Regions from separate parts of the Sus scrofa genome. Here region 2 is linked to region 1. The links are chromatin contacts, called in public HiChIP or PLAC-seq maps. All regions are on one chromosome and are shown on one strand. Each heading gives the region's core, a stretch centred on a gene start, on an enhancer-like site or on the middle of the called end of the contact. The rest is flanking DNA. Distances are from core to core; before and after follow the strand shown. Region 1 overlaps ARHGAP26 (rho GTPase-activating protein 26). Region 2 has its middle 29 kb from the start of YIPF5.

The links. HiChIP or PLAC-seq counts read pairs in DNA pulled down with a chosen protein or histone mark.
Region 2: an H3K27ac HiChIP or PLAC-seq map of skeletal muscle shows a contact between it and region 1, with 9 times the contacts expected there. The contact joins two enhancer-like sites. A contact is called at or near these places in 2 of 47 Hi-C or Micro-C datasets (embryonic fibroblasts and fetal heart ventricle) and 1 of 2 datasets of contacts at active chromatin or transcription factors (skeletal muscle).

Annotation. Positions count from the first base shown.
Region 1 is chr2:144,567,357-144,574,497 of Sscrofa11.1, forward strand. It overlaps ARHGAP26 (rho GTPase-activating protein 26), which reads left to right. Exons shown (of 23, transcript XM_021085449.1): 12 at 344-380. Among named protein-coding and RNA genes, the nearest start is that of ARHGAP26, 270 kb to the left of the region's middle. Within about 2 kb of position 3,120, at least 14 of the 83 cell types and tissues checked have an H3K27ac peak or open chromatin away from gene starts, as enhancers often do. A contact at or near this core is called in skeletal muscle, where this site is marked.
Region 2 is chr2:145,635,317-145,642,457 of Sscrofa11.1, forward strand. No RefSeq gene overlaps it. Among named protein-coding and RNA genes, the nearest start is that of YIPF5, 29 kb to the right of the region's middle. Within about 2 kb of position 2,500, at least 18 of the 83 cell types and tissues checked have an H3K27ac peak or open chromatin away from gene starts, as enhancers often do. A contact at or near this core is called in skeletal muscle, where this site is marked.

The DNA.
Region 1 (7,141 bases), core at 1,870-4,369:
CTCATTGCCTGGCGTGCGCAGTTAATGCTTAATGATTTGTAACATTAATTTTTTTTCTCCTTTTTAGTTTCCATGCATACATAAGTTTGGGTTTTTTTTGAAGGAGGAATATGAGGTTTTTGTTTTAACCATAAAGTTCCAGAGGTGATTCTGATGTGCACACATTAAGAACACCTGAAGTAAATAGCAGGAACTAGGTGTGATGGCATTTACATGTGGGGGCCAGAAGTGGCCTTCTATCCTCAGGCACAAGCTAGGAAAGGGGGAAGGAGTGGTTTTCTCCAGTGGACCTGGAGAGTGGTAGGAAAATGCGCCCAAGTAAACAGGTCTTTCTGTTTTCCAGGTCTACAACTCCAACAGAGACAGTCAGAGCGAAGGCAGTAAGTACGCTGTTCAGATTTGTTTCTACAGCTGGGGGCGGGGGCGGGATTGGGGAAGCTGCTGTTCTGGGGAAGGACCACCAGGAGGTGCTATGGGCCTGTTGGGTCAGCCCCCTTCCCCCAGAGCAGCCTGAGCGGCTTCTGCCAGCCTTACCATGTCAGGGACTCCAGGACTTGCCGTGAGCCTGACCGGCAAGGCCGTGATGACATCTTGCACCCCGTAACCCTTCACGCTGTCCAGAGAATGAGGTACATTAGCTCCGTTAATCCTGTGTCGTCTTAAGAATGTCATTCCAGTCACCACTTAAACGTTGCTTAATCCAATAAGAGCCAGGTCCCCAAGAGCCCTGTCCTGCAGGAAGCCAGAATTGGCTTTGCCTCCTGCGCGGTCTTGCTCAGAGGACTGGAGAGGCAAGAACCGTCTGAGTGATGGCTTGGTACCTACTCCTGGGTTCCCGTTGCCTCTTGGAGAGCTAAGAGCAGAGACAGTGCACACTGATGATATTCCTCTCTGACGGGAGTGACCTGGGCAGCCTCTCGAGCAGGCACAGCTCCCCTGCTTCTGGCTCTGAGCGCTCTGGTTAAGCACGACGTCCAAGGGCACCTGCAACCTTGTAACGATGATGGGGTGAACATGAAACTGGGCTGATGGTCTCCTTGGTGAGCAGGAGAAAAAACAAATTCCTGCCTTGTTGCTACCAGCGTAGGAAGGAAATTGTGTCCCTGTGCCTCAGATTTGCTTTGTAAAATCCACTTGGAGAAAAGTCCAAGATAGCCCTACCCTGAATTGCAGCAGTATCCGGAAGCTCAGTGCCGCTCCATGTGGACCAGAGAAAAGGATGAGCTGTTTATGTCGATGCGAAATCCACTTGGAGACAGACATTTCCCTTCTTTCATGCTTTCCAAAATACAGATGTTACAGAATCTTTATGTAAAATGTTAAGTAATTTGGAAAGGTCGTTATTGGTAGGCCAAGAGGCCTTTCGGAGAAGAAAAACATGTTTCTTTGTTGCTTCTGTTTTTCCCGCACGCATTGAACCAGGGAGAATTTTTCAAGTAAATATTCAAGGAAACAAGTCCTTCCTCCCCCGTTCAGATGGGCCTGTTTCGGAAAGCCCATCTGATACGGGGCTAACTTGACCTAAAATAACAATCGCATAAACAATAGTAATAATAATGAAAGGGCAGAGAACTCTGCAGCGCCACCCGCAGTAAGGTGGGAAGAGTGGAAGAACCAAGGCTTGAAATCAGACCAGTTCTGGAGACCCGGGGACCAGTGGGGAAGGGCCTTCTGGATAATAGAAGCAGGATGAGAAAGCTTTTAAACAGTTTGTCAGTCCTTGCCTCACTTCTCTGAGAGTCCCAGGAAAGAGCGCATCAAAGTGGCCTAGCTTCAGCCCACCTGGGGCAAGACAGCACACCTCGACTGAGGGTTTCGAGAGGACTCAGGAGATGGAATTACAGAAGGGACATCACGGGACCCACCAGGACAAGAGAGGACAGAGGCCCACGCCCTGCCCTGCTCTGGGACACATTTCTATAATAAAGGACCTAGGAACTGGGAGGGGCAGGGACACATCGAAGGAGACCCCCTGCCCAGACCTGAAGCTTGCCTGTAACTTTTTTTTTGCCTTTTCTAGGGCCGCTCCCGCGGCATATGGAGGTTCCCAGGCTAGAGGTCTAATAGGAGCTGTAGCTGCCGACCTACACCAGAGCCACAGCAACGCTGATCCGAGCCGCGTCTGCCACCTACACCACAGCTCACGGCAATGCTGGATCCTTAACCCACTGAGCAAGGCCAGGGATCGAACCTGAAACCTCATGGTTCCTAGTCAGATTCGTTAACCACTGTGCCACGACGGGAACTCCTTGCCTGTAACTTTTGACGTTATGAATCTGCTTCTCCCTCCTTGAGATACATACCGGTAGATTTAAAAGATGACCGTGCTTCTGCTGGTGGGCATGCCAGCTGGTTTTACCATATCGTAATATGTATTAAGTATCTGGGGACTATGTATTAAAAGCCTTTCAAAAGTAAATATCCTTTGACCCAGCAGTTTGTCCTGACGGATAGATGGGAATGCAAAGACATTTCTGTAAAGAAGTTCATTGGCGCATCGGTCACGATAGCAAAGAATCGGAGACAGTCTAAATGGTTAATAAGACACTGATGACAAATAGCAGAGAGCACTATGGACCCTCTAAAAAGAACAGGCGAGATCTTGGTATATTTGCCAAAACGGTGCCCTCCGTATATTGTTCCCTTACGTTTTTAAAACTCAGGTGGTGGAACCATGTGTGGATAAAAATAAATGACTTGCCTTGTCTAGAGACATTGAGAGGCACAGTCCTGGAGACGCTTCCTCGTCAAAGTCTTAATCAGCACAGGGGGTAGATTGCTGGGAGACACCGACCTTCACCTTGAAATATTTCTCTATGCTTTGCATTGTCAACAGCGAGTGTATTTTACAATAATAGCTGTTCATGGATAGCGCTTACCGGCTCCTCACTGTGTTTCAGGGTTTTTATGCACATTAGCTCCTCTGATGCTTTTGCACTGCTCTGCGAGGTGCTTTTGACCTACTTTGTAGATTAGGAAATTGAGATTGGTCAATGCAGGAGATGTGATTTAATCTGAGTTCTGCCTGGCTCTAATTTAACTCTGCTGTTAACCACAGGGATATTCTACCTCCCTAGGAAAAGAACAACACAGAAGGTTCCGTTTGTGGAAACAAGGCGCGTGCAGCATGTGGCTCTTGCCATTGTTATTCACAGGGGACAGAGTTGGCTGCCTTGAGTCTCTACTGATTCTTCAGCTGCTCACCTTTTCATATGGGAAGCGGGAGAGGACAGATGGGTTAAACATACCGGTCACTTTTCCAGGAGTAGTTTAGAAAAATTATTTTTCTAGGGTGCTCTTGTTCTAGAAACTGCTCTGTTCACTGATTTCCAAGCTGGCTACACCAGAGAAGTGCTCCGGTTAGGGTTAGGGTTAGGACTTCTTTTGACATCACACGAGCCTTAGCTTCGTTTCCCCTCTGCTGCCAAGCCCGTTCCCTTTCCAATTCCTGCCGAGGTGACGTGAGTTTCACCGCACCCCACGCAGTGGCGCTCCTCCGCCACAGGTGGCGCTGTTGCCCAGGCTCTGGTGGTTTTGCAGCTGTGTATGAGGCAATTGAAACACTTAAAGGTAAGAAGTCTATAGGATATGAATTTAAACGTGGGATGCTGTGCTGTTACCTTTTAAGAGCCAGATTCCAAATGTTGGGCCTTTTCCTTTCTGGAAAATGGTTTGGTGAGAACTCAAATGCCAGCATTTCACCACAGAACCAGCATATTTTGAAGTGACAGGTAGCAGGAGGGAATTCCTTCGGGGACAGTTCTGAATTTGTTGCTTTTATCTTGAAGTTTCTCTCAGGGCATACAGTGCCTGTGGGATGTCAGGCAGGGCCATAATTAATGGCTGGCAGCTGCTGGTGTTTTCCAAATGGCCCAGTTGCCAAGGAGGGGATGACAGCAGATAAATGCATGCACATTTCTTTGCAGAGACTTTTCTCCCCTTTGCTTTCTTCTCTCTTCTCTTTGGATCTCGGGTCCAGAGAGAGAGAATTAGTCTTGCTCCCTGGCTTGTGGCACGGGATCCTCACAGGCTCCTCCTTAAGTCACTCACTCACTTCTCTTTTAGTTCTTTTCCCAACTCCTATTCCTGTCCTCCCGCAGTCCACCGTTCTATTGTGTACTTTTAACGTGTACTCTTGCCAATTCATGTCTTTCATGTACTTGTGGGGTGTTTTGTTGTTGTTGTTGTTGTTTGTTTGTTTGTTTCATTTTGTTCATGGCTGCACCTGCAGCATATGGAAGTTCCTAGGCTAGGGGTCTGAATCGGAGCTGCAGCTTCCAGCCTACACCACAGCCACAGCCACACCGAATCCAAGCCACATCTGCGACCTACCCCACAGCTCACGGCAATGCCAGCTCCTTAACCCACTGAGCAAGGCCAGGGATTGACCCCACATCCTCACAGACATGGATTCTTAACCCGTGATCCACAACAGGAACTCCTACCTGTGTGGGTTTTTGTTTTTGTTTTTGTTTTGTTTTGTTAATTCTTTGATTATCGTTGATTTACATTATTCTGTCCTACCTGGGGTTTTCTGTCGTGTAAATGGTTGTAGTCCTTGTTGTGTTTCCCTGGAGGTTCTCACAGAGGGGGCATGGGCGCAGATGTCGCTGCGGTATTGTCGGGGTTTACCCTGGAGGAGAGTAGTGTCCGCTTCGTTGGAGGGAAGGTGCTCAGGTCGTGACCTAGAGCCGTCTCTCCGGGGCCTCCAGCCCCACGGGAAGAGTTCCCCCTTCCTGCTAACTCTGGCCATTATCCAACTCTCTCTCTTTTTTTTTTTTTGCCAGTCTAGTAGGTAGAAAAGGATAGCTCATCCTTGTCTTGATTTGTAGTTCTCTGATAATCAGTGAGTTTAAATATCTCTTCATAGGCCTGTTTACTGGGTGTCCGCTTCTATTTTCTGCCTCTTTGTGTCCTTTGCCCATTTTGCTATTGCCTGTTACCTCTTCTTCATTGCCGATTTGTAAAGTTCCTTGTGCTCTAGGATTCATTCCTTGTTAGTTGCAGCTATTTTAAATAGATGTTTCCGTGTTGCCATCTGACAATAGTATATGTGACCTCTTCCTCCCTTGATCATAAAGCCTTTTTAATCTTCGAAAACATTTCCCCGCTGGTTTATGATCGTCGAGCTGTGTTTTAAAGAAGGCCTCTTGGTCTGACCCATGGCACAAAGCTCTGCACCCACATTTTCTTTGGTTGGCTTCATGATTTTTGTCTTTCACAGGTAGGTTTCGAATCCATCTGATACCTACCACCATATATGGTGTTTCATGAAGATTCAGCTTTATTTTTATCCACGTGGAAAGCCGGTTTTCCCAATAACATCTTGGAAACGGCCATTTCTCCCCCTCTGTGACCTGTGATAGCGGCTGTAGTGTGTGCTAGGTTTGCATGTGTGAGCTCCGCCCCTGAGTTCTTTATGCCCTTGGTCTGTCAGTTCTTGTGATCATACCTCTCTAGTTTTAATATGATGACTTTGGGGTGAGTCTTAATATCTGGTCATTGGTTTCCTCTGTTGATTCCCCTTAAGGGTTGACGTAGCTGCTTATGGACCTTTACCCATCTCTATAAAGTAAGTTTGAGACGTGTCTCAAAAACTTCAATTTTTCACGTAGGATTGCACCGAACTGTACAGACTCACCTGTGGAACATGGACACCTGTGGACTCCTCACTCACCTCCTCCAAGGGCTTGGAATGCCCTTCCGTCTCATCACACCTTTATTAGAGTTTTGGTTTTCTGCCGAGAGGCTCTTCTGTGTTCTTGGTTGCGTTAATCCCTAAGTACGCAATTCAAAAACCAGTCTGCTGTTTTTGCCAGTCCTGCAATGGCCTCTTGACCGTGGATTCTGCCCTCAGGAACCTTCCCTAGATTTGTTCCTGGATTGTCAGCAACATACAGTGATGCTGAGTTTTCTCTGGTTGGTCAGATTCTTACCCAGCAGTGGAGCGAAGGCCGAGATGGGAGTTTGGGTAGCGGAGAGGAAGGAAGTCTGCTTTGTTGCTCCCGAAGCTTTTCTACTGAGCAGGCGATCTCTCCTGTGTCAGTCACGGAGACGGCAAAACGATGGTCATTGGTTTTCCCTCTCTTGTTAAAAAGAACAAGGAGTTCTGTTGTGGCGCAATGGTTAACGAATCCGACTCGGAACCATGAGGTTGCGGGTTCGATCCCTGGCCTCGCTCAGTGGGTTAAGGATCTGGCGTTGCTGTGAGCTGTGGTGTAGGGTGCAGATGCAGCTCGGATCCTGCGTTGCTGTGGCTCTGGCGTAGGCTGGTGGCTACAGCTCTGATTCGACCCCTAGCCTGGGAACCTCCATATGCCACGGGAGCAGCTCAAGAAAAGGCAAAAAAGACAAAAAATTAAATTAAATTAAAATTAAGAAATAATAAAAAGAATGAGACTCTGCCTGGGCAGGAACCCCTCCTCTTCCCATCTTACCCTTTGCCACCTTAATGCAGATCTCGAGTCTGTGCGTCCTGTTCCCGGCTTTATGTTTGGCTGCAGGTGTGAGATTTGCTCCCCAAAGGCGTTATGCGAATGGGCGCATTCTCATTTTGAAATGAGTCAGAAGCAGGAGGGGGAGCCAGGAGGGGCCTGTCCTCAGCCCAGGCCGCTCTTGTGCTGTAGTCCCACCTGAGGGCAGCTGGAAACTCGGGACCTTGTTAGAGAGGATACACAGTCCAGCGCTAGAGAGCAGGGGAAAGGCAGGCTTTCTTTGTGACTTTCGCTTTACCAGGTTTGAAGTTTTAAATGATAAACGTCTCTGCCTACTTAGCTCTAAAAAGATTAGCTTGTTTACAGAAAGGCTGCTCTCCCGCTGCTCTGCCAGCTGTGTGGAGGTGGCAGACTGGGCAGAGAGAGGCGATCTAATCTTGGCTTCTCGTGCTTTCCGTAATGGGAGTGTTCGCTCCAGTCATTGGTCAGTCGGGTCATTTCTGAGGACCAAGCTCGAGGTGCCCTAAAGTGGCCTTCTTGGGACTTCCCGCCCCAGCTGGCTCTTCAAAGGGACATCACCCTTTTTTCTGCTTCCCATTCTTGTTGGACGTGTTGCTGTGTGTTCTGACCTCAGCCTTTCACTAGACTTAATTGCCGGAGGCCAGGCTTCATTCAGTTAATACCTCTTGGAATTCTTAAGGACCCGT
Region 2 (7,141 bases), core at 1,250-3,749, 1.1 Mb after region 1:
CTTCCCTTCAGCCTGCACGAGGGAATTGCAACAGATAGGTTATAGAACCACCTAGTGGCCAAAGAGCATCCATACCAGTAGTGGAGACCTGAGCCGGATGTGGGAGCTTCATCACCGTCACCCTGGACCTGGGGACTGGCTGGTATGCCTGGTCAGTGAGGGGCCCTCCCTGGCTTCCACCTTTTCTCCTCCTCTTGGGAATGTCCGGGACAGCAGAAGTTTGGGGTAAAGTGAATCAGCTATGTGGGCTTTTCATTTCGGCTTTTGTTATGGACGCATTGGGAAAGCAGAGGTGTTGCAACGACGAAAGAGACTGCAACAGGGAGTGAATGTGTCCGGGCGGGGCGCTCTGCTCACACCTGGCTCTGCTGGGATGGAGGTCACGTGAGGGACTTCCCACTCCTGCCTTGAATACTTTCGGAGTGTTTGAATTGATTTATGCTGCGTATTGCTTCTGTAATAGCAATAACAGGACATCTTTAAAGAAGATGGGTGTCACCTCATCAGGGAGGTCTTCCCTGATGTCCTACGACCAGAGTGTGGCGGACCTGCGCGGATCTACCCGGGCATCTCCCGCACACCTTTTCAGAAACACAGCTGGCTTGAGGAGCATTGGCAGTGGCTGTGGCACTCCCTGGAGCTAACCCGTTCAACTGGGCACTTAACCCACGGGCTTCATGACCCCAGGGACTCCAGTCTTCCCTGGAGAGCCTTGCTTCTGGCAATACGACACTCTAGGCTCCGGTCTGTCATCCCCAAGGAGGTCAGCCGGCTGTAGTGTCTGCAGGAAGTGAGGCTGGATAAAGGTGAGACGCTCTTCCATGTGGCTAAAGGACAAGCAGCCCTGATTCAAAAGGCAGCGGGGTAGCGTATGATGCTCTACATGAAGAATCCTAAAGGTTTTAGGTCATGATGTATATTTAACAGACTTACTGATAATTAAATCCAAGATATTTGGAAAAATATTATTGAACTTGTATTTGGGAAGGTTTATTTGGGGACAAGTGGACTGGAGAGGAAGAGACACTGGCCTCCAAGGTGACACTTAGGAGACTGTTGGAATAATTGGGGATCATCACCAGGCTTTATTATCATGGCAATTTTTTTCCCAACAGCAAGTCCTCAGTGTGCCTATTACAGTGCCTGGCAAGACACGGGTGACTCATGAACACTGGCTGAGTACATGCTATTGTAGACCTGGACGACTGGTGACAGTATCGTGGAGAACGAGGGCGCAGGAGGGCGTGAAAGAATGCAGAACGTGTATCTAGCACATAGATGTAAGATGCTGGAGAGAGCGGAGAGGAAATGACTGCTGGCTTGCCCGCCTCTGCAATGGCTGAGAGAGAGAGAGAGAAAAGGAACTGTGGGCTGTGGACAGACAGCCGGTCAGGGGTGGGGAGAAGATGAGCCCCTTTCACTGCGCACACATTGAGTTTGAGTCGACAACGGGACATCTTAAAGAAAGGTCCGGAGGCAGCTGATGAGAAGGATGTAAACACGGGTGAGAGATGCGTGCCCGAGATGAAAGATCCCGATATCTGTAACACAGAGGCGAGAGGTGAATCTGCAAGAGCACATACAGTGCCCTGGAGGGCAGGATGTCAGGACAGAAAATTAAGGACCCAAAAGTGTGTTCTGAGGAATGGTCCTCATTGTAAAAGGTGTTGGGGACCCTGGAGAAACTTGCAGGTGTTAAGCTCCTCCAACTGCTAGCTGAATCCTTCTTTCCTAAAAGCCCAGGGAAGTTACTTGACATTTTAAATGCAGACATACAGAGAGGCATTCCGAGTCAGATATGAAGTGGAAAAATCTTTCTAAGATACACACAGGAAAAAAAAAAAAAAAAGTTCCCATCTCTCAACTGTTCTTTGTTTTAAAATTATCAAAAGCAACAAAAATCTAGGTACTTCAGTTAGAAAGTTTGAGCTGAAGTTTGCTCTCATTCTCGCTCATTGGAGTGTACTTTTCTCCTTCTATTTGTTGCTTTGTCTCCACCTTGTTAAGAGGCTGTTTAAACCTGTGCTTCAAATTCTCCCCAAGCAACACAGCCACTGAGGGAAAATCAAAAAGGAAGTACAGTGCATTTATAACAGCTTTGCTGGGATCGGTGGGAGGGGAAGCCAAAGGCTGCTGTGCAGATCAGTGACCCCTGAGCAGTGGGAAAAGCTGATTGGCAAACACGCAGGAACCTAAGGGGAGGACCAAGAGTGACTCAGGCAACCCTTTTAGGATGAAAGGACCAGACCTTTGTCAGTGACCACTTTTCACTGCCTTGCTTTCCAGAGGTCCTCTTCTTACACATTAGCAAAAACACTGCCTGTCCAGATGTAATCAGACTTGCAGCAACGAGAGAGAGACGGAACGGGGGAGCAGCTGAGCAGTCTCTGCCTTAGGTAATGCTGAGGCGCCGAACAGCTTCTTGGAAGATGTGTAGACGTGTGTGTATCCGTGTCACCAGCGTCAGTTTGGGTAGGTAAATGGAAACACGTGACTATCCCATGGTAATGCAAGAATGATGTAAACAATACACTTCTTTTTGCTAAGCAGATATCGCATGGAAGCAGGGCCCAGGTGTTTCCTTTCTGAAGGAAACTCCCAACAACACACTGAAATCTACTATCAACAAAGAAAACACATTGACAGAAAAGCCTAGTGGTTCTCAAATCAAATTCTTTAAGGCTTATAACGCTGCAGATTCAGCTTATTAAGATACTGAAAATGGGAGAAATTAAAAAGCAACCACTTTAATTATCGTGTTTGTGTCAAGTTTAGCCAACTGCTACAGTAATATCACTTGGCTTGTTCTACTGTAATTAACCCAGTAAGTGTACAAAGAAAACAAATTAGAACTATTTATAGCTCTTCTGAAGCAAAGTGGAAATGAGCTATTGCCCAATGCTATTACAATAAATATGGGTTGTTGACATTCCTTCAAAGTATGCTTTAGGACTTTCAATGAGTCATGTTATTCTTCAGTTGTATAAACCTCCACAAAACAAAGAAAATTCCAATAGTGCATCTCATCAAACTTGTTTTCAGAAGAGTGTATATCAAGTTGAGTAACCAGCCATTTGTTTTGAGCCAAACTGGATAAGTCTCATTAAGGAAATGTTAAATAGTATGCAAACACTGCATGCATTTTTAAAATGAGGTTCAAACATTCTGCGACTCTATGAGTCAGTCCCACAGAATGAAAACCACAGTCAAGATTCATTATTATTTAACTGGCATGGACCCCCCCCTCATCCAGATAATAGCGAACTTTATGGAAATGAAAGGAATGCAGATCTGGCACAAAAGGGGATCGTCTGCATAAGAGAGACTGCTTTACTTTTTTTCTTTGAGGTAATAATCCTTCACTTAGATAAAACAAATCAAAATTGTATGTGCAAGACCACTGTTTAGGCACAATACAAGCAAATTAGGTCCAAGTAATTACCTTCACCTTTGTAAGAAAAAAAACTGCCCACGTCCCCTCTTTGTATTTCTGCATTCCTGTTGCTGGGACTACTGCTGTCCACAAAACAGATGACCTACTACCTACTCCTGCTTTCTGTGTACAAGGCACAGAGTAAGTCCTCAGCATTCTTTTGCACAATAAACCCACAGAGCCTCATGAACAGTTGCCGTCATTATCCCTGTTCTGCAGATGAGAAAGAGGAGACCAAGAGAAGACCTTTCCACAAGATTCTAGTGGAGAAGCTGGCTTTCAAGCTCTAATTGGTCTGATTACAAGGGAGAGCGGGGAGGGAGTGGGATGGACAGGGAGTTTGGGGGTTAGTAGATGCACGCTATTACATTTAGAATGGATAAGCAATGAGGTCCTGCTGTACAGCACAGGGAACTATATCCAGCCTCTTGGGATAGAACATGATGGAAAAGAGCATGAGAAAAAGAATGTATATACAGGTGTGACTGGGTCACTATGCTGTGCCGCAGAAATTGACACAACACTGCCAGTCAACTATACTTGAATAAAAAAAAGAAGTGGAAAAACAAACAAAAAACAAAAACAAAAAAAACAAAGCCTGAGCTCTTAGCCAATATGTTTTCTTCAGACAACGTTTTCAAATGTGGAGAGTCTGAGTGGGGCTTTTGGACAGAGGTGAACTCTCCTGCTCTCTGTCTTGGTGTGAGCGTGTGAGCGAGGCCAGCTGGGTCTCTGCTCTGGTTTGCCCCCCCTCCACAGGAAAACCAGCTCCTGGGCACATGGCTGGGTTTGTTACCTGAAAAACAGTGCCCTGTGTGTAGGTTTTCGAACTCTGTAGAGCCATTTCATATAAACGATCTCTTTTGATCCTCCAGAGAACTGAGAAGAGAAGCCGTTTTTATCTGCATTTTATAGGCAGGATAAAACTTTACTCAAAGTTCTATCATGAGTTAGGAGCAGAGCCAGAGGTAGATCATGGTTTTCTGCCCTTTCCCAAGCAGCTGCCGCTTTTGCCTGCCCTGCACGTGAGGGAACCTATGCAAAACTGCATGTACCACCTAACCACCATGCCCAGAGGAGTCTGCCAAACAAAGTGAGTGACCCCCAGTAGGGACAGAGCTTCATGTTCTTATGTAATCTACACTTTAGAACTAGAGGCATACATCTCTAGCTCAATTTCAGAACGAAACCAAAAGTCACGCATCTAAACCTCGGAGAGAGAGCTCAGCTTCTGATTGATTTGATAAAAGCCCTATGGGAGAAGCAGCAAAACTTTTATTCAGTTGTCAGTTCAATGCTACATATATGATTTATTTTTTTTCTAATTTGCCCCTAAGATTGAAAATAAATGATAAGGCAGCATGGATCCTTTTCAAATGTCACTATGTTTTCAAAACTACCCTCTTGATCAAATCACAGCTATACTCACTATTAGCTGTATAACAATTGGGCAAATACCTTGAATTTTTAAAATAGACTAAAACAGCAATAATAGCAACACCTACCTCATTGGATTGTTGTGATGAGATGTGCATGTGACACATCTGGTGAGGTGCTTGAGCAGTACATTCTAGGCATGTAACAAGTACAATTCAGTTGCTGATTTCACTATGCAAAGCATTGGTAAATGCATCTTTGAAGCCCAATACACAGTGATTATGCTTCTGTCAACTTATCTTAAAGCTGAAGTTAACCATACTTGCCGTCTAATCAAATGCATCATTTAACTGGGATCTGCTATCGATTAATCCGCATCATCCTTAATAAAGGCTGTGAAGTGCCAGAGCTATGCTGACAAGTCCCTCCCTTGCATGAGTTTACTTCAGCGTTCTCGCTGCTCTCTCAAGTCTGCTGTGACTGCTAGGATTTCACGAGCTCCTGAGTTCCTTGGAAGGCAGAGGTAAGCATTTCCATCTGTATTCTCTCACATAATCCACCACATGGTAGCCACTCAGTAAATACTTGCTAAACATTGATTTGATGCCAGGAAACTAAAAACATTCATCCATTAAAAGAATTTATATCGGCTCTGAGATTCTCACTGTGTTTGGCCAAGAAGAGCACCCTGAGTTCTCTGGGATCTTAATTCTACTCTTGGGTAGGCACTGCTTTATTCTATTCGGGGCAGCTCTTATAACACTCGAAAACGAGAGGAAGCCAAATAGAGAAAAAGAAAGAAAGATAAGAGGGGAAATAAAAAGAGGGCACATAGAAGAGAAGAGGAAAAAAATGAACTAGTGAATTTTACTTTTTACACCTTTCACCAAATACTCTTCAGTATCATGTGATCCTTTTTTATCTGTCAATGTATCTTTTATAATTAAAACGAAAAAATGCATATAACTGTTAACCACTGCATTAAAATATTTCAATTAAAACGGTAACATGAATTGGGACCTAATGAGCTAATGACAGCTATTGTCCCTGCTGCCAAATTTCCTGGCGGTTTGCAAGTTGCAGAGGAGAAGAGATGGAGCATGTCCGTGAAATTGGAGACATGGCCCTACAGCAACCTGTAAGCTCTGTCCCAATTACTCCACACCTTGAACTTCTTGTTCTTCACCTTTACAGTAAGACTTAATGCTAATTTCCCGCTCAAAATCACATCAAGGTCAAGAGTTAGGCTCGAAGGATGGCTCCAACATTTGCTAACCCGGCAAACTTGTGCGAACTTCATTTTCCCCATGAATGAGAAGTAGGTGTGAATAATACCTACCTCCTCAGGTTGTGAGGAATAAATGAGATAAACAGGAAGGCTTCGACTCTGCACATGAGTGGATTTGCCTTATCAAAATTTATACTCAATTATTATGATATTTTAAACTTTTTTCAACACAAATTTTGTGGAAATTTGTTTTCCTTCTTGGTATTTATACAGCAATATATAATACCTATATATATACCTGGTACCTGGTATTACATACAAAGTTAGCAGTATTAAAAGCATACCCATACACACAAACACACAAGCATCTGCATATCGTGAACTGGAGTTTGGCACCTGCCACCTGCCTTTGCACGGATTAAATCGTGAGCCGCTGCAGCTGCCGACCCGTAACACCCCCGGGAGCGGCGCTCAGGGTGCAGATCACGAGTGAGGCGCTCTGGGCTCTGGGGAAACTGGCAGAACAGGTCTTCAGAGAGTTAGACATTTTTAGAAGCTTTTCTGATGCCAATTCTTGCATCTCCTTGTCTCTGAAAGCCACTAGGCTCCTTCGTGGTGATGTCTGCTCCTCGTGACTAACAGTAACCTAAGACCAGCGGCGAACTTTGTAAAATGCGTGCATGGCTGCCGGCACCTCCCGCTTCCCCTTCATCACACATACACTATATTATTTCCCCTGCCTCTTTGGGGTGGAAAAGATGCCACTGTCATCGGTGTGTGCAGCCACCTCCAAAGGGGAGCCCCCGAGCCCTGACGGACTCAGGAAGGAAACAAAGACCAGCTGCCATCTAGCAGCCATCAGACTGCAGGCACCCCTAACAGGAAGCCCTGCAAAACTCAGGATGTGAAAACACAGGACACTGGCCCTATAGCTGAGGTGCGTATCAAAGGAATTTCAGTGGGCCCAGACCTCTGCATCTTCCCATAGAAAAGCGCTGAATTCCTTAAGATATCTGGCTTTCTGTTATTAGCCGTCATCTTTTATTCCAACTCCACATCCTTGTTGCTAAAACTCCTATATATCCTCCCTCCCCTCCTCTCCT